Regions from separate parts of the Salvelinus alpinus genome. Here region 1 is linked to region 2. The links are chromatin contacts, called in public Hi-C maps. All regions are on one chromosome and are shown on one strand. Each heading gives the region's core, a stretch centred on a gene start, on an enhancer-like site or on the middle of the called end of the contact. The rest is flanking DNA. Distances are from core to core; before and after follow the strand shown.

Region 1 (5,845 bases), core at 2,012-4,511, 130 kb before region 2:
CTAGTATTGATTCTGAGCTCTTTTTTTCAGTTTCTATTCTGTATTTCTTAATTTACCATTGATATTGAATATTCCATATTTGAAGAAAAGCTTGCAAGTAAGCATTTCACTGTACTATTTACCCTTGTTGTATCCTATGCACAGGACAAATAAACTTTGATTTTATTTACATTCACAGCATAGTCCTATGCCACTCATTCCATGAAGGGCCTAGTGTCTGCTGGCTTTTGGTGTTTCCTTTCAATTAAGACCTAGACAACCAGGTGAGGGGAGTTCCTTACTAATTACTGACCTTAATTCAGCAATCAAATCGAATCGTACTACACCGGCTGTTCCGAAACTCGTCGAATGTGGCAGGGCTTGCAAAATATTATAGACTACAAAGGGAAGCACAGCCGAGAGCTGCCCAGTGACACGAGCCTACCAGGCGAGCTAAACCACTTCTATGCTCGCTTCGAGGCAAATAACACTGAAACATGCATAAGAGCACCAGCTGTTCCGGAAGACTGTGATCACGCTCTCCGCAGCCGATGTGAGTAAGACCTTTAAACAGGTCAACATTCACAAGGCTTACCAGGATTACCAGGACGTGTACTGCGAGCATGCCCTGACCAACTGGCAAGTGTCTTCACCGACATTTTCAACCTCTCCCATACCAACATGTTTCAAGCAGACCACCATAGTCCCTGTGCCCAAGACCACTAAGGTAACCTGCCTAAATGACTACCGACCCGTAGCACTCGGGAATGTGTAGCCATGAAATGCTTTGAAAGTTGGTCATGGCTCACATCAACGCCATCATCCCAGAAACCCACTCCAATTTGCATACCGCACCAATAGATCCACAGATGATGCAATCTCTATTGCACTCCACACTGCCCTTTCCCATCTAGACAAAAGGAACACCTATGTGAGAATGTTATTCATTGACTACAGCTCAGCGTTCAACACCATAGTGCCCTCAAAACTCATCACTAAGCTAAGGACCCTAAGCTAAGGACCCTGGGACTAAACAGCTCCCTCTGCAACTGGATCCTAGACTTCCTGACGGGCCGCCCCCAGGTTGTAAGGGTAGATAACAACACATCCGCCACGCTGATCCTCAACATTTTTGCATCACTGCCTGGTATGGCAACTGCTTGGCCTCCGACCACAAGGCACTTCAGAGGGTAGTGCGTACAGCCCAGCCAAGCTTCCTGCCATCCAGGATCTATTTACCAGGCGGTGTCAGAGGAAGGCCCTAAAAATCGTCAAATACTCCAGCCACCCTAGTCATAGACTGTTCTCTCTGCTACCGCACAGCAAGCGGTACCGGAGCGCCAAGTCTAGGTCCAAGAGGCTTCTAAACAGCTTCTACCCCCAAGCCATAAGACTCCTGAACAGCTAATCAAATGGCTACCCAGACTACTGCACCCCCCGCTGCTACTCTGTTATTATCTATGCATAGCCACTTTAACAACCCTACCTGCATGTACATAATTATCTGTTACCTCGACACCGGTGCCCCTGCACATTGACTCTGTACCGGTACCCCCTGTATATAGCCCCGCTATTGTTATTCACTGCTGCTCTTTAATTATTTGTTTTTCTTATCTCTTACTTTTTTCTTCATTTTTATTTTGTAGGTATTTTTTTTTAACTGCATCGTTGGTTAAGGACTTGTAAGTAAGTATTTCACTGTAAGGTCTACACCTGTTGTATTCGGCGCATGTGACAAATAAAATTTGATTTGATCAATCAAGTACAAGGGAGGAGCGAAAACATGCAGATACTCGGCTCTCCGTGGAATGAGTTTGACGCGTGTCTTATGCTAACAGACTATATGACTGGGTCATTGACTATTCATATATGTTCAGACCACGACAAGGGACGCAGTGATCAGTCCGTCACCAAGTTGACAGTCAAAAGGGTGTGCCAGTCTGTCTCTGTGGCAATAGTTGGCCAATGGGCATGCTCACCGTTGTCGTTGTCGCCCTCTATGAATTCCAACTCCTCCTCCACGTCATCATACATCTGTTGCCATGGCTCCAACTCCTCCTCCTCACACTCCATGAATAAATCGCCATCCATATTGCTGAACGGATCAAATAATGTCTAATAAAACAACTACAACACACTGAATGGTTAAAATGTCTAGTAAGTGTACACTCATTAGTGTAGATCTATCGCTAGAGAACTATGAACAGTGTCAGAACACCATACATTAAAAAAAGGCCATTGTTGCTTGAGTAAATATCAGTGTTTTATAACTGTCACGTGATTGTGTAACTTGTATGAAACTATAAAGTTAATTTATTTCATACATTTATTATATTGTACTTTTAAAAAAAACGTTATTTAACTAGGCAAGTCAGTTAAGAAGAAAATCTTATTTTCAATGACAGCCTAGGAACAGTGGGTTAACTGCCTTGTTCAGGGGCAGAACGACAGATTTGTACCTTGTCAGCTCAGGGATTCGATCTTGCAACCTTCCGGTTACTAGTCCAACGCTCTAACCACTAGGCTACCTGCCGGCTACCTGATGTAATCTACAGTATTGAAGAAAACAAAGCCTAATGATTGAATGATGACAATGTGACTCAGAGACTTGGGTTTCAGAAATATAGAAAATCTGTCCAGGATTTAAATAATCTTATGAAAATGAATTTCTAAAGATATAAAAATATATATTAAAGTATTTTTTTTAAATATATATACATAATTGATTTCATCTATTATTCTTCTCTGGCTCATTGTGATATAATTTCTCGCTAAATGTCCCTGGCAACCACTAGGAAATTTACGAAAGGGGCGGGGGACAAAAATAGTTCTCTACATGCATGACAGATTTGAGGTGCATGACTCAAATAAAACAGCTGTTCGTTCCGTGAGTCTAACAAGTTATATACATGTATTGCAGAAGACATGATCTCGTAATGCAATAGTCGCATTCCAAAGAGATAAGATAAAATACATTCTGCGTCGGCGTAATGTTACTACTGACTCAAAACGTGTAGGCTACGCTATTGATGCCTTTCCACTGTAACGTTTAGCGTGCATATTAGGTATATTTACGGCACAAAAATATATATTATTTGTGACACACAAACTAAAAGTAAAACCATAAACTATTACAGTTAAATACTTACCCTTTCCAATACGAAGACAGAACGCTAATAAACTAGAACACACAGAAATTCTTCGCGGGCTACATGTTCCCCATTGGAGGCATATTAATCCGCAAGAAGGAGACAAACGTTTACCTCTTTCAGCAAATTACATTGGTCAAAACAAAGTTTTGCGTCATTTCCGCTTTAAAATCTGCACTGTGATTGGCTTCCATCAATGTAAAGAAGAGAGGCGGAGCAAATTTTCAGGAAATAGGGTTGCCCTAAAACTGCGTTGTTTTCATAAAATACATTAAAAACGTAATTAATTCAATTCAATTAATTTCTAACACGGTCATTAATACTCAAATAAATGAAATAGTATTAATTTCAACCAAATATATGTCAATACTAATATCCATACACTCACTAAAGGCAAATTAATTGAAGCTGCAAGCAGCCATTTTGTTATATCATGATGCTATTGATTAACCCTTATTCATGACTCAAATTCCATTGCATTACATTGAGCCATTGGACTTACTCTTTCGCCTTGTGAGAAAAATGCCCAGACACTCGGACCCTAACAAAATGCTGTCTAAATGCAAATACACCTCACACGCGATACAATTTTGGAAACATTTGGAATTTTACTTTCATGTAAGCAAGACATAATTGTTCAAATACAAAAGCTACATTTACTGTGCAGTTTAGGAAAGAACATTGCCTCAAACCGAGACTACACTTCCTCCCCTCCAATTTCCAATGGCGCGGAACAGGGGAGGAAGTTTTGTACTTTGGCTGGGGGCTGTGTTTTTGAAAATGTGCAGTGTGCAAAAATGATGCAACTTTGCTAAAATGCATACAGTAAGTGTATATTTTGTATTTAAAAGATTCTTCCACCCTGATGTGAAAGTTAAGTTACAAAGGATTCCTAAACTGTAGGCCTATCGGAAGTGAAGATTATTAACGTTTCTAAACTTTAAAACAGTGACAGGATTGTAGTTCATTGATCCAGCTGTGGTCCATACTTTCAATTGAGAACTAAAAAGCTGGGTTCTCAAGAACTAACTATTGATGTGCTGATTAATGTTACATACTCACATTGCAATTTTATGTTCTCACATTACATTTTTACAGAGTGAACTGCGTGTGTCAAATCAAATAATGTTTTATTTGTCACATGCGCCGAAAACAACAGGTGTAGACCTTACTGTGAAATGCTTACTTACCAACAATGCAGTTCAAAAAATATTTACGAAATAAACCTAATTGAAAAAAACGTCATAATAATCTAAAAGTAACACAAGAAAATGACATAACAATGTAATGTGTGTGTGTGTGTGTGTGAAAGAGAGAATCAAGCCAAATCAAATGTATTCATATAGCCCTTCTTACATCAGCTGATATCTCAAAATGCTGTACAGAAACCCAGCCTAAAACCCCAAACAGCAAGCAATGCAGGTGTAGAAGCACGGTGGCTAGGAAAAACTCCCTAGAAAGGCCAAAACCTAGGAAGAAACCTAGAGCGGAACCAGGCTATGAGGGGTGGCCAGTGCTCTTCTGGCTGTGCCGGGTGGAGATTATAACAGAACATGGCCAAGATGTTCAAATGTTCAGAAATGACCAGCATGGTCAAATAATAATAATCACAGTAGTTGTCGAGGGTGCAACAGGACAGCACCTCTACCGCTCCTGCTGTCTCTAGAGAGTTGAAAACAGCAGGTCTGGGACAGGTAGCACGTCCGGTGAACAGGTCAGGGTTCCATAGCCGCAGGCAGAACAGTTGAAACTGGAGCAGCAGCACGGCCAGGTGGACTGGGGACAGCAAGGAGTCATCATGCCAGGTAGTCCTGAGGCATGGTCCTAGGGCTCAGGTCCTCCGAGAGAGAGAAAGAAAGAGAAAGAAAGAGAGAAAGAGAGAACTAGAGAGAGAATACTTAAATTCACACAGGACACCAGATAAGACAGGAGAAATACTCCAGATATAACAGACTGACCCTAGCCCCCCGACACATAAACTACTGCAGCATAAACACTGGAGGCTGAGACAGGAGGGGTCAGGAGACACTGTGGCCCCATCCAATGATACCCCCGGACAGGGCCAAACAGGCAGGATATAACCCCACCCACTTTGCCAAAGCACAGCCCCCACACCACTAGAGGGATATCTTCAACCACCAACTTACCATCCTGAAACAAGGCCGAGTATAGCCCACAAAGATATCCGCCACGGCACAACCCAAGGGGGGGCGCTAACCCGGACAGGAAGACCACGTCAGGGACTCAACCCACTCAAGTGATGCACCCCTCCTAGGGACGGCATGGAAGAGCACCAGTAAGCCAGTGACTCAGCCCCTGTAATAGGGTTAGAGGCAGAGAATCCCAGTGGAGAGAGGGGAACCGGCCAGGCAGAGACAGCAAGGGCGGTTCGTTGCTCCAGTGCCTTTCCGTTCACCTTCACACTCCTGGGCCAGACTACACTCAATCATAGGACCTACTGAAGAGATGAGTCTTCAATAAAGACTTAAAGGTTGAGACCGAGTCTGCGTCTCTCACATGGGTAGGCAGACCATTCCATAAAAATGGAGCTCTATAGGAGAAAGCCCTGCCTCCAGCTGTTTGCTTAGAAATTCTAGGGACAATTAGGAGGCCTGCGTCTTGTGACCATAGCGTACGTGTAGGTATGTACGGCAGGACCAAATCGGAAGACGGGGTCATCATCCAGGATAATTTATTCACTTTTGGATTCATGTACA
Region 2 (6,761 bases), core at 2,836-5,335:
AAGGTATCAAATCCCAAGTCCTAAACAAAGTACTTAGGAAACAGTCAGCAATCCCTACAATAGAGCGCGGGTAGGGTACATATAGTGTAGGTGAACAGATAGGAGGGGATACCGACTTACTAAGGTTCCTTTCTGCCCGGGTCACTGTTAAACATTACTCGTTGGCCATGTGTCTACATATAAACCAGTGGAGGCTGGTGGGAGGAGCTACATGAGGATTGTAACGGCTAGAATGGAACCGAGCCAAACGTGTGGTTTCCATATGTTTGATGTGGTTGATACCCGAGTGGCACAGCGGTCTAAGGCACTGCATCTCAGTGCCAGAGGCGTAACTACAGACCTTGGTTCAATTCCAGGCTGTATTACAACCGGCTATGATTGGGAGTCCCATAGGGCAGCGCACAATTGGCCCAGCATTGTCCGGGTTAGGGGTTGGCCGTCATTGTAAATAAGAATTTGTTTTTAACTGACTTGCCTAGTTAAATAAATCTTAAATAAAAAAATATATACATCGTCCCATTGATTCCAGTCTAGCCAGAACAATGAGCCTGTCCTCCTATAGCTCCTCCCATATAAACCTTACTATGAGCCAACCAGACAGCACCTGGAGCTTTTCGCTTGACAACTAAAGTCTTGGGAGAACATGGCATAGGAGACAATCACAACCAGATGGACTTGAAATGGGCCACTACAACTTCTCACCAGAGTTAATCATCACCTTGTCTGAACGCAATAGCCCCTCCCCACATCTGTCATGTTACAAAACCACATTCCATTTTATAATTCTAAACCGCTTTCCTTTTTGTATGGAACATGTACAAAACAAATTAAACACTTAGATTCTACAGTAATATCTATGGTATACAAAAAAAAAAAAGATTTCCTGTTCCTGTTGTTCTAGCCTAGTTGTGATCCCATGCTCTGTTACAGGAGAGGCTAGTCGTCATCTCCATCGCTGTCATCTCCCTCGTCCTCTGCATCCCTCTTCCGTTTCTCTCCCTGGACTCCTACTCCATCCTCTTCCTCCTCCTCTTCAACATAGTCATCATCATCTTCCTCATCCTAGGGCCAGAGAACATTTTAATCAACATGACTAGGAGTTCTCTTTTCCTGTAGGGATTTTAGACCCAACATACCAACGACTAGAAAGCAGCAGGTTGCCGTGGTAATCCCCTAACGTAGCAGGTGTAGAAAGATAGCTGAGCCGAGTCCCTACTTCTATTTTAAGGGGAAACGGAACATAGGTTGAAAATACTCCATCCCCGAAAATCTGAAACATCCGCTTTCTGTCAACACCACTCTGGGTGGTAATCACTAGCTTTCTGTCAATGTGTAGAATCAGGAAATAAATGTAAATTGACATCTGGCGTGTATCCTCTAGGAGACTTGGACTATACACTGTCTCGTGTGTATCCTCTAAGAGAGACAGACTGTTAGCTGCACATGGGTTTGATGAATGATTACCTGAATGCCATCCTTCATCAGGTAGGACAGTCCCACCTCTTCGCCCTCGGAACCCTCATCATCTTCGTCATCGTCCCCATCTCTGGTGGGGCCGGCTGTGTGCTCGTCATCTGTGGGGAGGACAACATTGGGTTAATTCTTTGTAATGGTCTAGGACGAAGGCACATGTCTTAAGTTTATCCTCCCAGCCTTTCCTCAGTCCGTCCCCTCCCAGCCCTGTGTTGCTCACCATCATCAGCATCCGAGTCTAGCCCTTCATTGTCATCTGTGGGGAGGACAACATTGGGTTAATTCTTTGTAATGCTCTAGGACAAGGGCACACGTCTCAAATCTTTCCTCCCACCCTCAGCACGTTCCCTCCCAGCCCCGTCGTTGCTCACCATCGTCAGCCTCTGAGTCTGGCACCTCGTTGTCTTCGTGGTCATAGCCGTCCAGGAAGTTGACCTGAGGCAGCAGCTCAAAGACACTCTCCCTGTAGTCCTCCAGAGTAGTGATCTCACAGCTGTACAGGTCCAAACTCTTCAGGTTCTTCAGGTTTTTCTGCAATCACAATGTGATGCTGTTAAGATTCTGTAATAATGATTGTGATTGGAATCCATTAAGTGGAAAGTACTTTGTTGGGTCTACCAGGTGTGTTTATGGGGGTTCCCTTACCAGAGGCTTCACAGTGCTGAGCTCCTTGATCTTGTTGCCGCTCAGGTTGAGATACGTCAGGTTGGGACACTTCTCAGACAGCTGGTCCAGACCTCCAACGATCATGTTATCACTGATCTCCAGCTGAAGAGGACAGATATTGATTCATCTGAAAAAATACTACGTTCACAAGTATTATATAGTACATAGACAAAAAAATGCTTAATATCTTAATGTCCACTTGACTACTATAGTATGTGGCTAGATAGATGAATAGATTTTTACTTGGATTACATTTTTTATGTGGGTGAACCATCTTAACCTCTCCATGACCAGTGGCAAAATAGGATCTTGGACCGAAGATGATGCTCACCTTGAGCAGTTTTGGCAGGGAGGGCAGCTTAGCCAGGGAGGTGAGCCCCACGTTGACCATGCTGAGGAACTCCAGCTCTTTGTAGTCATCTGACAGCCCTTCCACCTCTCCATCACTGGACCTACAGTTGTCCACCACCAGCTCAGCCACCTGTGGAACAATTTGAATTACTGGTAAATGATACAGAATCATTGAGTTTGTTTTTATGAACTTGTTGCTATATTGTGCAAGAAATATAGAATATGAATAAATGACGTAGCATACTAGTATTCGTTTTGAACTACGCTAGAGAATGTCAACATCCTTCCTGCCGGCAACTCCCCCTCATCATACTAAAGTTACTAAAGTTAGCTCATGATCAGAGTGCGCGCGGCCACTATCACCAGCCAGAGAAGTCGTTAATTGTTACTGTCGCGGGAACTATAGCTAACTAACGTTACAAAGTAACACTAGCTACTAGCGGACGTAGTTAGCTAGCCATAAAGTAACGTATCTTGGTGAGGTTTAAATTGATCATGTACTATTCATACCCCTTACAAAGTCAACGGCCCAGCGTATAGCAATTGGCCAACACTTTCATCGAGTTTCAACTTCGTATCAACCGATGCAACATTTGATGCACGAACGCAAGGCTACAAAGTAATTACCCGCACAACGATGGGCGGCATTCTGCACAACTTTACCTTGCAAAACGCCACGCGGGCGCATAGGTTGCATGAAATGCATTCCAAAGATGGGTAGTTACAATATGTACCTATGTGATTGATAGCCTTGTAATTGCGGAGAACGCAAATTCAGTTAACTCGCTGTTTAAAAGACCAAATAAACACTACTTTCACACAAGCCACTTCTATTCAGTATGCGCAAACAACTCCATTGTGTTCTTCAAAACAACTCGTGGAGCTGGTCGGCTCTACGCTAGTAAATCCAAGGAGAATTTATTATAGGGCATTGCTGGCTAACTAGCTAGGCTACTAAAGTCCATGTAGGCTACCAATAGTTTTTGATAATTCTTAACATGGCCATTATTTGGGTTGGGAAATCTTGAACTCCATTAACTAACTAACGTTACCGGTTAGGAGTCTAGCTAGCCAGCATTGGCGCTAGCTACATGTAGCTAGCTAGCTGATGTCCTTGGTAGCGCTAACTCAGTCAGAGTAAGTCGCGCCACCATCAAGATTCTGATCCCATTTTAGTTCTAATCGATTTCTATCGCATCCTCTTTGTGGCAACCACCCATATGTGATTTATTATCCGATATTTTGTTGGCACACCAGTTGTATACTATAAGTTAGCAAGCTAAAGAGTATCGAGCATCGTCATTTCGCATCCACCATGGTTGAGTCGTCATCCTTCACAAAATGCATTGGGAAATAAATAAATAAAGACGTAATACTATACCTCGGCTGGGGTCTTGTTCCTCAACTCCAAACTGATCCTCTTCTCCATCTCCATTTTGAAGACAAACGAAAGCACAAAATCAAAGGAAAAATGAAAATAAAAAGCCGACCACTCAAGCGCTCAGTAACTCCAACCTTCTTCTGTCTATGGCTGATAGGCGATAACCAAACCACCATGTTACCTCGCACCCAACCCCCTTTCTAAGACACGCCTTCTTCTACATGAATATTACGTTTTTCTGTTTTTAATCATGCTATTGGGCCAGCTATTGCGCCATTCAACAGGGACCGCCCTAATTTACATAATATGGCTTGGTGGTAGTTGTAATTGGTCAGGATTGCGTTGTCATTTAATACAGGTCAACCAATGAGATGATAAATACCTCACTTTTAAACTTAGGATACGCCCCCTCTTTGTTCTCATTGGCGCCATTATCAAGTATCGACAGTTGATATAATGCTGTGTTCCTAACCAAGTGGGGAAAGTGGTAATTTCTAGTTGAGTAGTATCAAATCAAATTGTATTTGTCACATGCGCCGAATACAACAGGTGTACTAGACCTTACAGTGAAATGCTTACTTACAAGCCCTAACCAACAATGCAGTTAAAAATAATAATAAAATAATAATAATTACAGAAAAATATACAGAAAAAAATAATATGAAATAAAAGTTACAAATAATTAAAGAGCAGCAGCAAAATAATAATAGCGAGGCTATATACAGGACGTACCGGTACAGAGTCAATGTGTGGGGGCACCGGTTAGTCAAGGTAATTGAGGTACTATGTACATGTAGGTAGAGTTATTAAAGTGACTATGCATAGATAATAACAGAGAGTGGCAAAACATAGTGTTCAAAAACCATATTAATAGATTGTTTTTTATAAATAATATTTTTTGTTGTTGCATTAAACTGCTGAAAATGCTGGTGATGTCAAAGATCATTATGTGGGAGAAGTTGGCACTCAGGGATGATATAGGGGTTTTCACAAATTACCAGTTCGAGGGGCGTTCAAGTGTACTGAACAAAAATATAAATGCAACATGCAACAATTTCAATAATTTTACTGAGTTACAGTTCCTATAAGGAAATCAGTCCATTTAAATAAACAAATTAGGCACTAATCTATGGATTTCACATGACTGGGCAGGGGTGCAGCCATGGGGAGCCAGGCCCAGACAATCAAAAGACGTTTTTAGAAAAATTAGCATTCAATTCTCTGGCAACAGCTCTGGTGGACATTCCTGCAGTCAGCATGCCGATTGCACGCTCCCTCAACTTGAGACATCTGTGGCATTGTGTTGCGTTGTATTGTTCCCAGCACAAGGTGTGCCTGTGTAATGATCATGCTGTTTAATCAGCTTCTTGATATGCAACACCTGTCAGGAGGAGAAATGTTCACTAACAGGGATGTAACCAAATTTGTGCTAAAAATTTGAGAAATAAGCTTTTTGTGCATATGGAAAAATTCTGGGATCTTTTATTTCAGCTCATGAAATATGGGTTTATATTTTTGTTCAGTATAGAGTTTTCCCAGTCTTATGTGGTAAATACAACCTTCCCAATAGGTTATAAACACAGCGTTAGAGTGTTCCGCTATAATAAATGTAATGTATAATCCACATTTTGACTCTATGAAAATGTTCAATATAAAATGCATTAGCATTTTGGTAAGTTACCAGAAGCTCTTATCCAGAGCGACTTTACAGTCAGTGCATTCAAGGCAGGTCAGACAACCACACATCAAAGTCATTGCAAGTAAAACTTTTCTCGATAAAGCATCTATCAGCAAAGTCTGTGCTAGTAAGAAAAGACAAGTATTTTATACTATTACATTTTTTAGATGTGGTCCTCTGTGGCTCAGTTGGTAGAGCATGGTGGTTCGATTCCCGGAACCAATCATATATAAAAAATTAATGCATATTGTAAATCCCTTTGGATTAAAGCGTTTGATAAATGGCATATGTTATTCGAAATGTAATTAAAAACGAAGTAATCAACCCAACTTTCAAAACAAAGTAATTGAATGCTAGGCTTGGCAAGCCAGGCTAGCCTGGTCCCAGACCTGTGTGGGCTATTGCCTATTCCATTCTTTCATGCATGACAATGAGTGACAACTGCGAGGAGTGGCATGATGGCACAAAAAGACTGAAACACAGGCTAAAACCAAGATTATTATGTTGATTTCCCTCCAGTGTGGCAAAAGTGTCTATTGAGCTTCACTATCTTCCTTCATAGTTCCCTGTGACGCCCCCGCCCCATTTCAACACTAGCCTAGTTCCCAGTAGGAACCAATGCATATAAATTATAGTTACACAATTTACTAGATGAGGTATGGCATCTCTTCCTTATATCAATACTGCTATTACAAGACAATATTCATTCCATTTTACCCCATGTATCTCTATTTGATGATGTGTTGTACTGTGTTTATGTTGTAGTATCAGTGATGCTCACTAGATGTCAGGCAACACAATGTAGTGGGCTGATGGACTAAACTGCCAGATGGTCTTCTAGATATCAGGCAACAGATAATATTAATTATATTTTACCCCATGAATCTCTATTTGATGATGTGTTGTACGGTGTTTATGTTGTAGTATCAGTAATGCTCACTAGATGTCATGGCAACACAATGTAGTGGGCTGATGGACTAACCTGTCGGAAGGTCATCTAGATATCAGGCAACAGATAATATTAATTATATTTTACCCAGTGAATCTCTATTTGATTATGTTTTGTACGGTGTTTATGTTGTAGTATCAGTGATGCTCACTAGATGTCAGGCAACACAATGTAGTGGGCTGATGGACTAACCTGCCAGAAGGTCATCTAGATGTCAGGCAACACAATGTAGTGGGCTGATGGACTAACCTGCCGGACGGCCA

The links. Hi-C and Micro-C count contacts between places; a contact is called where the count stands out from the background.
Region 1: a Hi-C map of muscle shows a contact between it and region 2, with 4 times the contacts expected there. The contact joins the promoter of pogzb here to the promoter of LOC139573146 in region 2. A contact is called at or near these places in 2 of 3 Hi-C or Micro-C datasets (muscle and red muscle).

The regions. Positions count from the first base shown.
Region 1 is chr4:25,798,557-25,804,401 of SLU_Salpinus.1, reverse strand. pogzb (pogo transposable element derived with ZNF domain b) reads right to left here and starts at 3,261. Exons shown (of 20, transcript XM_071396261.1): 1 at 3,129-3,261; 2 at 1,959-2,074. The coding sequence starts at 2,070.
Region 2 is chr4:25,663,930-25,670,690 of SLU_Salpinus.1, reverse strand. It overlaps LOC139573146 (acidic leucine-rich nuclear phosphoprotein 32 family member E-like), which reads right to left and starts at 4,085. Exons shown (of 6, transcript XM_071396287.1): 1 at 3,872-4,085; 2 at 2,471-2,620; 3 at 2,119-2,241; 4 at 1,845-2,004; 5 at 1,465-1,574; 6 at 1-1,062. The coding sequence starts at 3,925. The coding sequence ends at 937.